Linked DNA regions of Mus musculus: all the other regions are linked to region 1. Evidence: chromatin contacts called from public HiChIP or PLAC-seq and promoter capture Hi-C data. All regions are on one chromosome and are shown on one strand. The core of a region is the stretch at or near the end of the contact, and the rest is flanking DNA. Distances in the headings are between cores, read along the strand shown.

What was found. Promoter capture Hi-C pulls out the DNA fragments that hold promoters and counts their contacts. HiChIP or PLAC-seq counts read pairs in DNA pulled down with a chosen protein or histone mark.
Region 2: a contact with region 1 is called in a FOXA1 HiChIP or PLAC-seq map of pancreatic cancer cells. The contact joins the promoter of Gsk3a here to the promoter of Egln2 in region 1. A contact is called at or near these places in 5 of 39 promoter capture datasets (cranial neural crest, embryonic stem cells, liver and 1 more), 3 of 484 Hi-C or Micro-C datasets (B cells, CD4 T cells and myocytes) and 2 of 115 datasets of contacts at active chromatin or transcription factors (astrocytes and pancreatic cancer cells).
Region 3: a contact with region 1 is called in a promoter capture Hi-C map of embryonic stem cells, with 2.7 times the contacts expected there. The contact joins the promoter of Megf8 here to the promoter of Egln2 in region 1. A contact is called at or near these places in 2 of 39 promoter capture datasets (cranial neural crest and embryonic stem cells).
Region 4: a contact with region 1 is called in a FOXA1 HiChIP or PLAC-seq map of pancreatic cancer cells. The contact joins the promoter of Axl here to the promoter of Egln2 in region 1. A contact is called at or near these places in 6 of 39 promoter capture datasets (cranial neural crest, frontonasal cranial neural crest, hippocampal neurons and 3 more), 5 of 115 datasets of contacts at active chromatin or transcription factors (astrocytes, embryonic stem cells and pancreatic cancer cells) and 1 of 9 other capture datasets (embryonic stem cells).

What each region holds. Positions count from the first base shown.
Region 1 is chr7:27,165,438-27,168,176 of GRCm38.p6, forward strand. It overlaps Egln2 (egl-9 family hypoxia-inducible factor 2), which reads right to left and starts at 1,365. Exons shown (of 6, transcript NM_053208.4): 1 at 1,247-1,365; 2 at 1-291. The coding sequence starts at 61.
Region 2 is chr7:25,236,479-25,239,217 of GRCm38.p6, forward strand. It overlaps Gsk3a (glycogen synthase kinase 3 alpha), which reads right to left and starts at 1,373. Exons shown (of 11, transcript NM_001031667.1): 1 at 900-1,373. The coding sequence starts at 1,182.
Region 3 is chr7:25,315,823-25,318,561 of GRCm38.p6, forward strand. Megf8 (multiple EGF-like-domains 8) reads left to right here and starts at 1,342. Exons shown (of 41, transcript NM_001160400.1): 1 at 1,342-1,871. The coding sequence starts at 1,685. Tmem145 (transmembrane protein 145) reads left to right here. Exons shown (of 15, transcript NM_183311.2): 15 at 1-373.
Region 4 is chr7:25,787,327-25,790,065 of GRCm38.p6, forward strand. Axl (AXL receptor tyrosine kinase) reads right to left here and starts at 1,407. Exons shown (of 20, transcript NM_009465.4): 1 at 1,089-1,407; 2 at 1-190. The coding sequence starts at 1,152.

The DNA of each region.
Region 1 (2,739 bases), core at 115-2,614:
CAGACCCTGGCAACTGAGGGAGAGCTTGATTCAGGGCCTGCGGCTGGCACGGGCTGTCCATGGCAGCAGTGTCTTCATCCCCCGGGCATGGAGGGCACGGCCCGGGCCCATGGTGCCACCCTCCTCCGCCTCCTCCTCCTCCACTTGATGCAGCCCGGGGCCGCTGGGCCTCGTGTGGGGCAGGGTGAGGCAGGGCAGGCAGCAGGGGCTCCTCTAGTGCTCTGGGGGTGCTCGCTGGTCCCCAAGTCCACAGTTGTCTCTAGGAGCTTGAGAAGGGACTGATGGGGGTGGCTGGAAAAGAGAAAAGGAAGAACTTAAAAGAAGTCAAGAGACGAGCAGGTGGGAAGGGGTGGGGATGGTACCAGCAGGAAGTAGATGACAGACTGGGCCACAACAAACACACACGCACACAGGGAGACAACATGGGGCATATAACTTGGGAATTTGAGAGGGAATGTCTGGCATAAAGAGTAATAGAGAGAAAGTGCAGAGAACGTTGCATGACGGCCCAGAGAGGAAGGTGATAGGGAGACAGATATCTGTGGACGAAAAGCGACGATGCAAGTGGAAAATACAAGGTACCTGCCTGAGGTTTCTATAGAGACTCAGAGAGATGAGGAGGGAGGAGACACAGAAAACGGGAGTGTGGAATCTAGGGTAAAGTCAGGGTTGTGGGGAACCAACGGGCAATGCCACCGCGCAACATTCGCGGGAACCTAATCGCCTGGGTGGAAGATTACGAGCCAGGGCAGGCGGGGAAAACCGGGAGTCCAGGGACAAAGAGAACAGGGAGAAAAACAAGACGGCAGGGGAGCGGGAGGGCCGGTGGGGTCGACCTGTGCCCTACGGGAGGAAGCCTACTGGGGCCCGACACACACCCAGCCGGAAGGGAGGTCCTGCCAGACGGACGGACTGACGGAAGGGAGCCCGAGAGCAGAGTCCGACCCGACTGCCTTCCTCCCAACCCCCTCCGCCAGGACCCAGGGGCCGCGGGACGCCCCGGGTGACTGAGGCGGGGCCGCCTCGGCCCGGCCCCTCCCCTTGGTGGTTATTGCGCGCTCCCGTGGCCCCCAATGGTCCGCCCCACCGCGCCGGGCGCGCGCTTCCTTCCCCACCCCCAACGCCCTAGCGTGGGGTCGCTGCCGCCCGCGCGCGCTCCCGCCTCCAGCCCCGTCGCCCGCGCCCGGCCACCGGGCCTCAGACTCCTTCTCCTCCCCGGGTCTTTCCCTTCGCGCGACCTCCTCACCGAGCTTTTTCCTCCGGCCTCGGCGCCGCCGTTTGTGCCAGCCGCCCTGCGCTTCGCAGCGCGCCATACCCCGCCCCCCACCGCCCGCGACGCCCCGCCCCCGCCTCGCCCGCTGGGCACGTGACAGCGGCCCGGCCGAGGAGACTGCGCGTGCGCGAACCGCACGTTGACAGGAGGCTTAGAACGCACTGCCCAAGAAGTGAGCTGGTCCGGGACGCGAGGCTTATTTGCATTATGTGCTCCTCCCCTTCCACGCGAAAGCAGACACGCAGGTTCAGTAAAAGGCGTTCTGTGAGTTCTCAAGACGGCCCCTTGGAGAGGGGTACAAAAGAGCAGTTTCACACAGAAAGGCCCACCCCTCGGAGCCAAAAGTGTCAGTGAACTTGTCAGCTGGGTTCTTGGCATTTGCTATGCAAATGTCTCATTTACATGGGCCGCTCCTGCACACAGCCCAAGAGTATATTGAGAAATGACTGCGCAGTTAGTTGGAAAGTGTATGTAAATTCCTACGTCAGTAATTTACATAAGCACTTAAAAAAAAATAACGGTGAGTACGGGACGTCCTTAGAGAAGCGAAACCGGGTAGAACAAATGAGCAAATGTGTACTATTTGCATGACCCGCTCCTCGCTGCTCCCTCAGGGCAACTGTGGGAGTCAGATTAAAGCAACCTGGGACAGACTCACAAAGAAGACATTTGCAAAACCCAGCTCCTCTGTAGCCCAAGCGGATTTTTTGTTTCTGTAGTGCTGGAGACTGAATCCAGAGCTTCACATGTGCGATGCAAGCGCTCTACCACTAAGCTACTCTTAATATTTATACCACCATTCCGGGGAGGGCTGTGTGGATAGGGTTATTTGAATGCCCGACCCTTTCCACCAACTCCAGGGCCTAACAAATGGGCAATAAGTGGGCTTGGATACTTGCTGACATTTTGTGAGAGCAGCTGAAGCTGTCCTGAGGGGGGCTGCACCTGTCTCCAGAAGGCTATGGCTATAAAGACATCAGGGTACATTAAGTATGACCAGGAGTCCGGGTTGCACAAGAACCACAGTGGCACATGGCGAAGAATGTTCGTGTTCGCAGGCACACAGACACACACAAAGAAACAAATCTCCATCAGTGCACACACAAACCTCAGGAGCACGTGTTTTTAGGAACACAGTGAGCCACCGTCCTAGTTTGCAGACATGAGGTGGTGTACACTAAGTCAAACCAGGCACAGACTCAAGACCCCCCCTTAGATTCCCAAGTCCTCGGTCTTGATGTTGCACACAACAGCAGCCTCACCAACACAGTCACCAGGCCAGAGACTACTCACATGCCACAGTGTCATACTGCCCCATACATGTCACACACAGGGATGTCATCGCTGCACACACCACCTTTGATGGATCGTGTACTGCCACTACCATGAAGCATGTACACAACCTGGGATGGGTACATTGTAATCCCAGCTCATGGGAGGCTGAGGCAGGGAGACCTCAAATTCCA
Region 2 (2,739 bases), core at 123-2,622, 1.9 Mb before region 1:
CTTTGGTTTCCAATTCCCTGTCTCTGAGTAGCAGCAAGCCTAGTTGCCACTCTTAGGGACCCACTCCCTTTAGGAAACTTACCAACAAAGGCAATTTGCAAGGGGGACAGTGAGGGATATTTTGAAAAATACTACCACATGGCTATTTATTTTTTCAGAGCCAGTACCAGCCACTTCAAAACCATATTTTATAAGAGGTGTGACCTGTGCCCCCCCACTCCATTTTTGCTAAAGAACCCTGCTCCCTCACCTTGTTTTAAAAGAAAACTGACAATGAGCTTTCTTAGAAGCCTGTGTTTATTCCCAAGCTATTCTTATCTATAAACAATAGTGATTATTTACTGCCATCATCGAGGACTGACTACAAGTCTAAACGTTTTCAGTGGGTTAGGTGATAATGTCAGGCCGTATGGTTTAAACCTGGCCCTTTTCTGTGGAAACATTAATAATTCTGAATCGGTGTTTCTAAAGGATATCCTATCCAAATCACCAATTTTGATGGGAAGGAAACGAATAGCCCCCTTTTCATACAGGATAGTGACAGAAATCATATTCTTGTCTCTTAGGGGACAACAATCCTAGATCAAATTGGCAAGTAACTATGACCTCTGATCCTAGTCTCCTGTGGATGGCAACGTCGTCAAGTACTCGAGACCTTGATAACTGGAAGAATAGGACCTGTGACCTCTGTTTCTTGGGTGTTGGTAATTCTGAATCTAAACTCCAAGTGATGGTAAACCCTCAAACTCCTTTATCTCGGAGACAGAAAGCTCCGATCCTGGCTTAAAGCAGCACGGTGACCTCGAGCTTCTCTCTGGGTACATGAAAGAATCTGGTTGCCGTTTGATGCGCTTGGGAAACCCAGATCACCACCCCACAGGGCGCCCCTAAGTACTCACGGCCCAGCTTCACTCCCGGCGGCGGGAAGCTAGTGCCCGCGCCGGGGCCACCGCTGCCTCCTCCGCCGCTGCCGCTGGGGCCACCCCCGGAGCTCGAGGCTCCCACGCCCCCACCCATAGCCCCGACTGACGCTTTCCCGCCGCCAGTGCCTCCTGGGCCAGAGGCCGAGCCCCCGGGGCCGCCGCCACCACCTCCGCCTCCGCCTCCTGGCTCCGCGAACGAGCTGGTCCGCGCCCGGCCCGAGCCCCCAGGGCCGCCTCCCGAAGGCCCGCCGCCGCTCATGGCGCCGAGCGCAGGCCCAGGCCGCGGGGCTCGGGCTGCCTGGGCTGCCCCCGCCGCTGCCTCTGCCGCCGCCTCCCCTGGGCTCCGGCCTCTTCCAGGCCGCGCCGTTCGGGCTCCGGCTCCGGCCCAGCGCCCGCCGCGGGGCACGCCGGGAGATGAAGTCCCTCTGCCGTCGGCTTCGTTGTCACCACCCTCGACCCGCACAGCACTCTGGGAAATGGAGTTCTCAAACCCTCAGAGTAGCTGACTGCTGGGGGCGGGGTGTGACGGCTCGCGCTGCACACCGGGAAATAGAGTCCTGGCTAATGTCACCCGACTCTGCCAAAAGCTAACTTGGAAGCACTTTGAAAAACACAGTCAGAGCCACACACTCACTACACAGAGGAAAAAGCAAGTCCCTTAGAGTATCTCAGAAACGAAATCTTAGCCACTCCAATACTGAGCAGCATCCAAGAATGATGCACGCCGGGAAATGGAGTCCAGCCACCCACCCAATCTGTGGGCCATCGGTGACTTCCTGCACCGCGTGCATTCTGGGAAATCGAGTCCGCACCCGTGAATACTTAGTACTCTGGCTGTGAAGCACACTGGGAAATGGAGTCATCACCACGCCCTCACCGCATTGCAGGTGTAGAATGGTTGATAAAGCACTATAGGAAATGAAGTCTCAGATGCTCCTCAAACCTTAAGTAGATACTGTAACTGGAAGGAACTGATAGGAAGTAGAATAGGCATCGCGCTCTCTCAGGCCAGCTAGCAGCGTCGCAGTTCCTTCCGGGAAATGTAGTCGACACCAAGAGTTATGCGCGTCGCTTCAATGAGCCTGGTGTCTTCTGGGAAATGAAGTTCAATATTGCCTCACCATTGACGAGGCTGATGAGAGCTACCAGCAACCAGAAGCATGCTGGGAATAATCCACAGTAGACTCTGACTCTTCGTGAAGCTAGGCTCTGGGGCTTCGTGGGAGCTGTAGTCCAAAGGGAGTACTGTGGCTGAGAGTGTAGGTGAAAGGTTAAGGACAATTGTTCCCAAGGGAGACTATAATGTGTTACAATGTCTTCTCTGATCCCTAGGTCTAAGACCTAAACCGATAAGTGAGTGCTAGAAAAAGTAGTCCCAAGCAACCACATATAGAGAAGAGAATAACGTCTCCTTACATTCTCAACGGATTTAGTACAGTAAACAGTCCCGACTATGCCTCAGAACATTTGTTTTCCGATAGTCTACCTTTTTCCCTAGCAATATGGTTAGGACCAAGAAGATGAGCTGCAGGATTTAAAAAAAGAGAGAATTTCTGTCCTGAACCCCCAATTTTTTGCGTCTATCCTCTTCCTAGATTACAGGATTCTAGATAATCTGAATGAAGGGAGCCGACTACACGAAGGAGTTTCAGCTTTCTTGAGTATGTCGAGTCTCCTGTTAATCAATTAATACCCGGGAAAAGTCGCACCAAAGTAGGAAACTGGGGGCTGGGGGGGGGGCGCAGAGACAGAGGTCAAAATGCTGTCAGCTCTCGTGCCTCAGAAACGGAGTCTGTGCTCTACTTTACTCGCAGCC
Region 3 (2,739 bases), core at 92-2,591, 1.8 Mb before region 1:
TCCCGCGGGAGCCGTTCTCCGCGTCCCCTCCCTCAGCCCCTGCCCCGAATGGCTCCGGAATCTGGACTCCCGCTGTTCCGTGATCTCCGCCCCCCTGACCCCCTTCGAGACCTCTGACCCTGCTGGACTCCGGAACACCCGTGACGACCGCCTGGACCCTGCCCGACCCTCCAGGACCCTGCGACCCTCGAGCCACTGTTTAGAGACGGATATTGTGAAGTTGGTCTCTACTTTGAAACCCTCCTTGGGGTTTGTGACCTCGGACCTGTGCTTTGTCCGTCCATCTGAATGCCAAGGACCATCACATGGTCTGTGGCAGAAAGACGTTTTCTCTTCTTGCCAAAATAAAGAGGATTCGTTGAGTTTTTAATCTATAACATGGTTTCTTTTCCATCTTAGCTGAAAAAAGGAAAAGACGTGTTTCCTGAATGTATGTCAGCGTACTATGCGCGCACATTGTGTAGGAGAAGGCCACAAGAAGGCGTTGGATTTCCACTATATGGGTTCTGGGAATCGAACCAGGGTCTTCTGCAAGGGCAACATGCTCTGAACCACTAAGTCGCCTCTCCAGCTTCTTTTATGTATTGATGGTGCTTTAAGTCATACGGGTCTCACTGTATCCATCTAGGAAATGCTATTTTGGTCTGGAGTCCCTTGCCTTCATAACTTGATATTCATGTTGATCCTGAATGTAGAGCACAGAAAATAACCATCTAGCACAGCTTTTTACCGCTCCTTTATGTTGCCTTTCCTTTCGCTAGCAGAGATAGAGGCGCCCTCCAGTGGCAAAGGCTTTGCTCAGCCAATGACTAGCACAAAACGCGATTTTGGGTTACACTCTTAGCAATACGCATGCGTAATTCTCTGAGCTGAATTCCTATTCTCGCTGCGCAAGCGACTGGGAACAGATGGGAGGAAAGTTTCCGGAAGTCTTCCTCGAGAAGGGGTGGAGCCAGGCGCTCCTTAGTCCTCTCAGGGCCGCTCTGACCCGCCGCTCTTCCTCTTCTCGCCTCCTCCTAGCCTGTCCTCCCCTCAGAGGCTGCGCGGCTCCCGCCCCCTCGCCCTCTCAGCGGGTCTTCCTCGGGCCGCTCTGGCCCGGGAGTCTCCAGGTCTCTCTGATCTAGCCCATTCGCCTCGAGTGGGAGGAGCGGGTGGGTAGGCATTAGAGTGAGCCCTGGAGATCCGGGCCGGGACCCCGAAGGCAGGCCCCGCCCCCGTCTGGAGGGGTCTCCCCAGGAGTCTCCGGGCCAGGCAAGTTCCACCCCGCACGCTCCATGGACCGCCCAGCTGGGCTGTAGAGCACATCGCCCCTGGAAGACTGTCTATACGGTCTGTTTTGGCCTTGCAGCAGCCTGAATGTAATCACTGGATACCGTTTATGGAGTCGGCGCCCCTATGGGGGCTCGTGTCTATAGGGGACCCTTACGGTCCCTAGGGGTCAGCCCTATCCATAACGACTTCATATCCAGGGCCTTCCATGGGTCTATAGGGCCGGCCCCTCGGTTTCAAGAGCGCATCAACTGCGGCCCTTTCCTTGGCCCGGACTGCGTGGCTGGTACATCCTTGGACTACAAGGCCATGCTACGTCTGTAAAGGTTGCATCTTGCAGGGCCTCATTCCCAGAGGGTCTTCTCCAGGTCTTCACGGCCCTTCCCGTCCCTTAGGGCCAGTGCCTAAGGCGGCGATGGCCTTGGGTGGAGCTCTGGCCTTGGCCCTTGCACTGGCCTTGGCAGTGCTGGGACCGCTGTCCCTCAGGGTCCTGGCTGGTGACTGCAAGGGGCAGCGGCAGGTGCTACGGGAGGCGCCAGGCTTCGTGACGGATGGTGCGGGCAACTACAGCGTCAACGGCAACTGCGAGTGGCTTATCGAGGGTGAGTGGGGCCGCGTGGGTCACTCACTCGGTTGCTAGTTCATTCATTTGTGCGTTCATTCACTGAGCACATTCCTAGAACCCGGCTCCATTCCAGGACTCTTGCTGTAAAATGTTGGACATCCAGTGTTGCAGCCAGCTTGGGCCCTAACTCTGATGGGAGGGAATGTGCCAAGAGTCACAGTAACAAACTAGGAGTATTTGTGAGGGGTGTTTTTCTTCACTTGATCCTGAATGTAGCGCACAGAAAATATCAATCTAGCACAGCTTTCTACCACTCCTTTATTTTTGCTTACTTGTAAGTCCACTCATGCCTTTAATCCCAGCACTTGGAAGGCAGAGGCAGGCAGATTTCTGAGTTCGAGGCCAGCCTGGTCTCAGAGTGAGTTCCAGGACAGCCAGGCCTACACACACAAAAAAACCCCTGTCTCGAGAAAACAAAAAACAAACAACAACAACAAAAAGTAAGTCCACTCACCTGGCTTAGGATCTAGGCTCTATTTCATATGAGTTTCGTGACTTTGGATGGATGAATTTCGAAGGCACAGTTTCTTTTACTCCAAATGGCCGCAACAATAGTACTTAGTTAAAAGGAAAGGAGTCAGATATTTAACACATTTGATATCTGGTATAGTATATTAGTCAGGGTTCTCTAGGGAAGCATAGCATAGAATGAATCTTTATAGAAATGAGATTAGAATGGCTTATAGTCACTGTGCGGTGGTGGCGCATTCCTTTCATCCCAGCACTCCAGAGGCAGAGGCAGAGGCAGGCAGATCTCCGAGTTTGAGGCCAGCCTGATCTACATACTGAGTTCCAAGACAGCCAGAGAAACCCTGTTTTGACACCCCCCCTCCCCCAAGTAAAAA
Region 4 (2,739 bases), core at 157-2,656, 1.4 Mb before region 1:
TCTTCGCCCAGAGGCACCTGGGTCTGGGTGTTATCAGCCAGTTCTAGGATCTGTCCATCTCGAAGCCACACCACCTCAGGGGGTTCCCCCTGAACCTGGAGCTCACACCGAAGTGTCCCCGTGAGTCCTCTGGCACCTGTGATATTCCCTGGGTTCCCCACAAACGGGCTGCCAGCCTCGGTCTGTGTGTCTGTCAGGGAGATGGTAAGGAGCATGGTTAGGAAACCCGCAGCTCGCTGCTCCTCTGGTCCACCTTCCCTATCTGCCCATGGTTGCCAGGACCCCACATAGTTGTAGAGTGACCTCAGAGGGGGGTGGGGTGGAGGCATGGGAGAGGATAGGAGTCTTCCCAGGGGATTGAGGTCCGGCTTCCATCTCATGTCCAGTCTGTTAGGAAGAAGGCCTGGGATCTGGCAGCCTCCCACGCCCTGGACTGCCTGGCAGGGCCGGTCCTTGCCATTCTGGTCTCTAGAGACTTCACAGTCTGGACTGGGAGATAGAGGAAAAGAAAACGGAGCAGAGAAGGAAAGGAAAGGGGAGGGGAGGGGAGGGGAGGGGAGGGGAGAGAGAGAGAGAGAGAGAGAGAGAGAGAGAGAGAGAGCACTCCAGCAGGGCAAGAACAAGTGGAGGGGGACAGCAGTGACAAAGGGGGCCCAGGACTCCCAAACCCTCCTTCTCTAGTCTTCCTCTGTGTTTGTTGGGGAAAGAGCCCTTTCTGTAATCTGGACCCTCTAGCTCTGTCCCTCTCCTCAGGACACAGATTCCTCAACCCCCCAGCCCTCCCTCAACTCCTCCTGTCTGTCTTTCTGCCCAGTCCATCTTTTGGTCCTCCCGGTTACTGTTTCTTGTCCTTCTATTCCTCTCTGAGTTGCTTTCCCTAACTCCAGGCTCTTTGAGTCTGTGTCTTTCTGCCGCCCCCCCCGCCCCCCCCCCCGCGCGCGCCCAGGCCAGCACTCTGTCGTCCCAAGGAAACTCCCTAAGCCAGCCCAGTACCCATAACACCTGCCAGCCAGCCCCCACCTCCTCACTGCCCCTGCCCTGGATCGCATCAGCCGGCGTCTCTGCCTCAGTGAGACCCCATCACTCACCCTTATGGGCTGCACACCCCCAGCAGCACAGCGCCAACCACCAGGCCAGCGGGACCCTGCCCATCCTCCAGACACCAACAGCTCAGATTGATGCCAAACTTTCTTCCGAAGTTGATGGGCACCTCGCTAGGAAAGGGGGCAGGGCCGGGTTGTCCCCGGCCCTCCCCCCACCCCTGGGCTCCTGGGATTTGGCACTGCCCGCCTGGCACAGCGGGAGCCCCTCGGCTGGCTCAACTCCTCCGCAGCTAGCCGCCTTCCCGGCTACCCTGCCTCATTCTCTCACTCCCAGACTTCTTTCCCCGCCCCTGGCTCCCCCTCTGCCTCCGCCCACTAGGGCCCCAGCCTTGGGGCCACTGGGACTTGGAGGGGTTAACTAGGAGTGAAGAGTACGGGATCTGCCTTGTCTTAAAGGAGCCTGGGCGCCTTGGAGAGAGGCTGGGGAGGAGGAAGGAGACCTTGGTGGCTCATGGTGGCTGAGGCCGATCCTGGGCTGGTGAGTTAGGAGGATGGGCGCTGTGTCCCCCTGAACTCTCAGGGTCTGGTAAACATTCCTGTAGAATTTCCACTCCTCTCAGCCCAAGACGCCCCCCAGCCCCCCTTTCTGGGCCCCCACCCTCAGCCCAGCCTGCCAGGCCTCCTCCAATTCCCCTCACACTCGCAGCTTGAACAAGGACTCTCTCTCTCTCTCTCTCTCTCTCTCTCTCTCTCTCTCTCTCTCTCTCTCTCTCTCTCTCTCTCTGCATTGACACAGAAGCTGGGACAGGTAGAGACATGCAATGGCATGCTGCCTGCCCACAGATACCCTCAGATGAGCCGGGTCAGGAGCTTGCCTGGGGAGAAGTCTTACAAATGGAAGGTCACTGCGGGACTGGCATATGGGGGATCAGGGTACTCACTGAGGGCACATCAACACTCAAACCCACCGAAGCCCACTTGAACACAGAAACAGGAATCCAGAGGTGGCAGCAGACTGAAGTGACAACCCCAGCTCTAGCCCAGCCACATGACTTTGGGCAATGGGCAAATGCCTGTCTTCCTGTACCTCAGTGTGTCTAGCTTTAAGATGGGGACGAGGACAGCCCCTGCTAATGCAGCAGGCTAGTGCGAGAATGATCTAGGTCAAAGTGCATGCAGTTTCTTGCACAGGGTGGCCCAGATGACGAGGTGCCCGGGATTTTTGCTACCCATGCTGGTTGTTCCTCTGCCTCAGGATTCTTGTATCCAGCCCTGGCAGATCCGGAGCCAGTATTAAGCCTCTGCTGCATGTCTGCTTCTATGCCTCTAGGTGTTTGCCATAGAGGGCATGCTCAGATGGCCTCCTAGTACCCAGTTCTCTTCTTCATTAGTCAGGCTGCTTCTTGATCAAATCATTGAGCTGCTTTTGATCACCACAGAATCCCATGTCACCTCCTGGCATCTCTCTCTCTCTCTCTCCCTTTGCCCTTCTCCATATCCACCACTCCTCCTTCCATCCCCCTGCCTCCAATCCATCTCTTGGTTGGGATCTAGGAGGATGTTTCTGAGACAGCCCTCCCCCCCATGTCTGTCCTCTAGACTCCCCACTTCTCTGATGATCAACTCCAAGCCTCTCAGCTGCTCGCTCTCGGTCCTAACCATAACCACCATCCTGTTTGTATCTTGATTCAGTGAT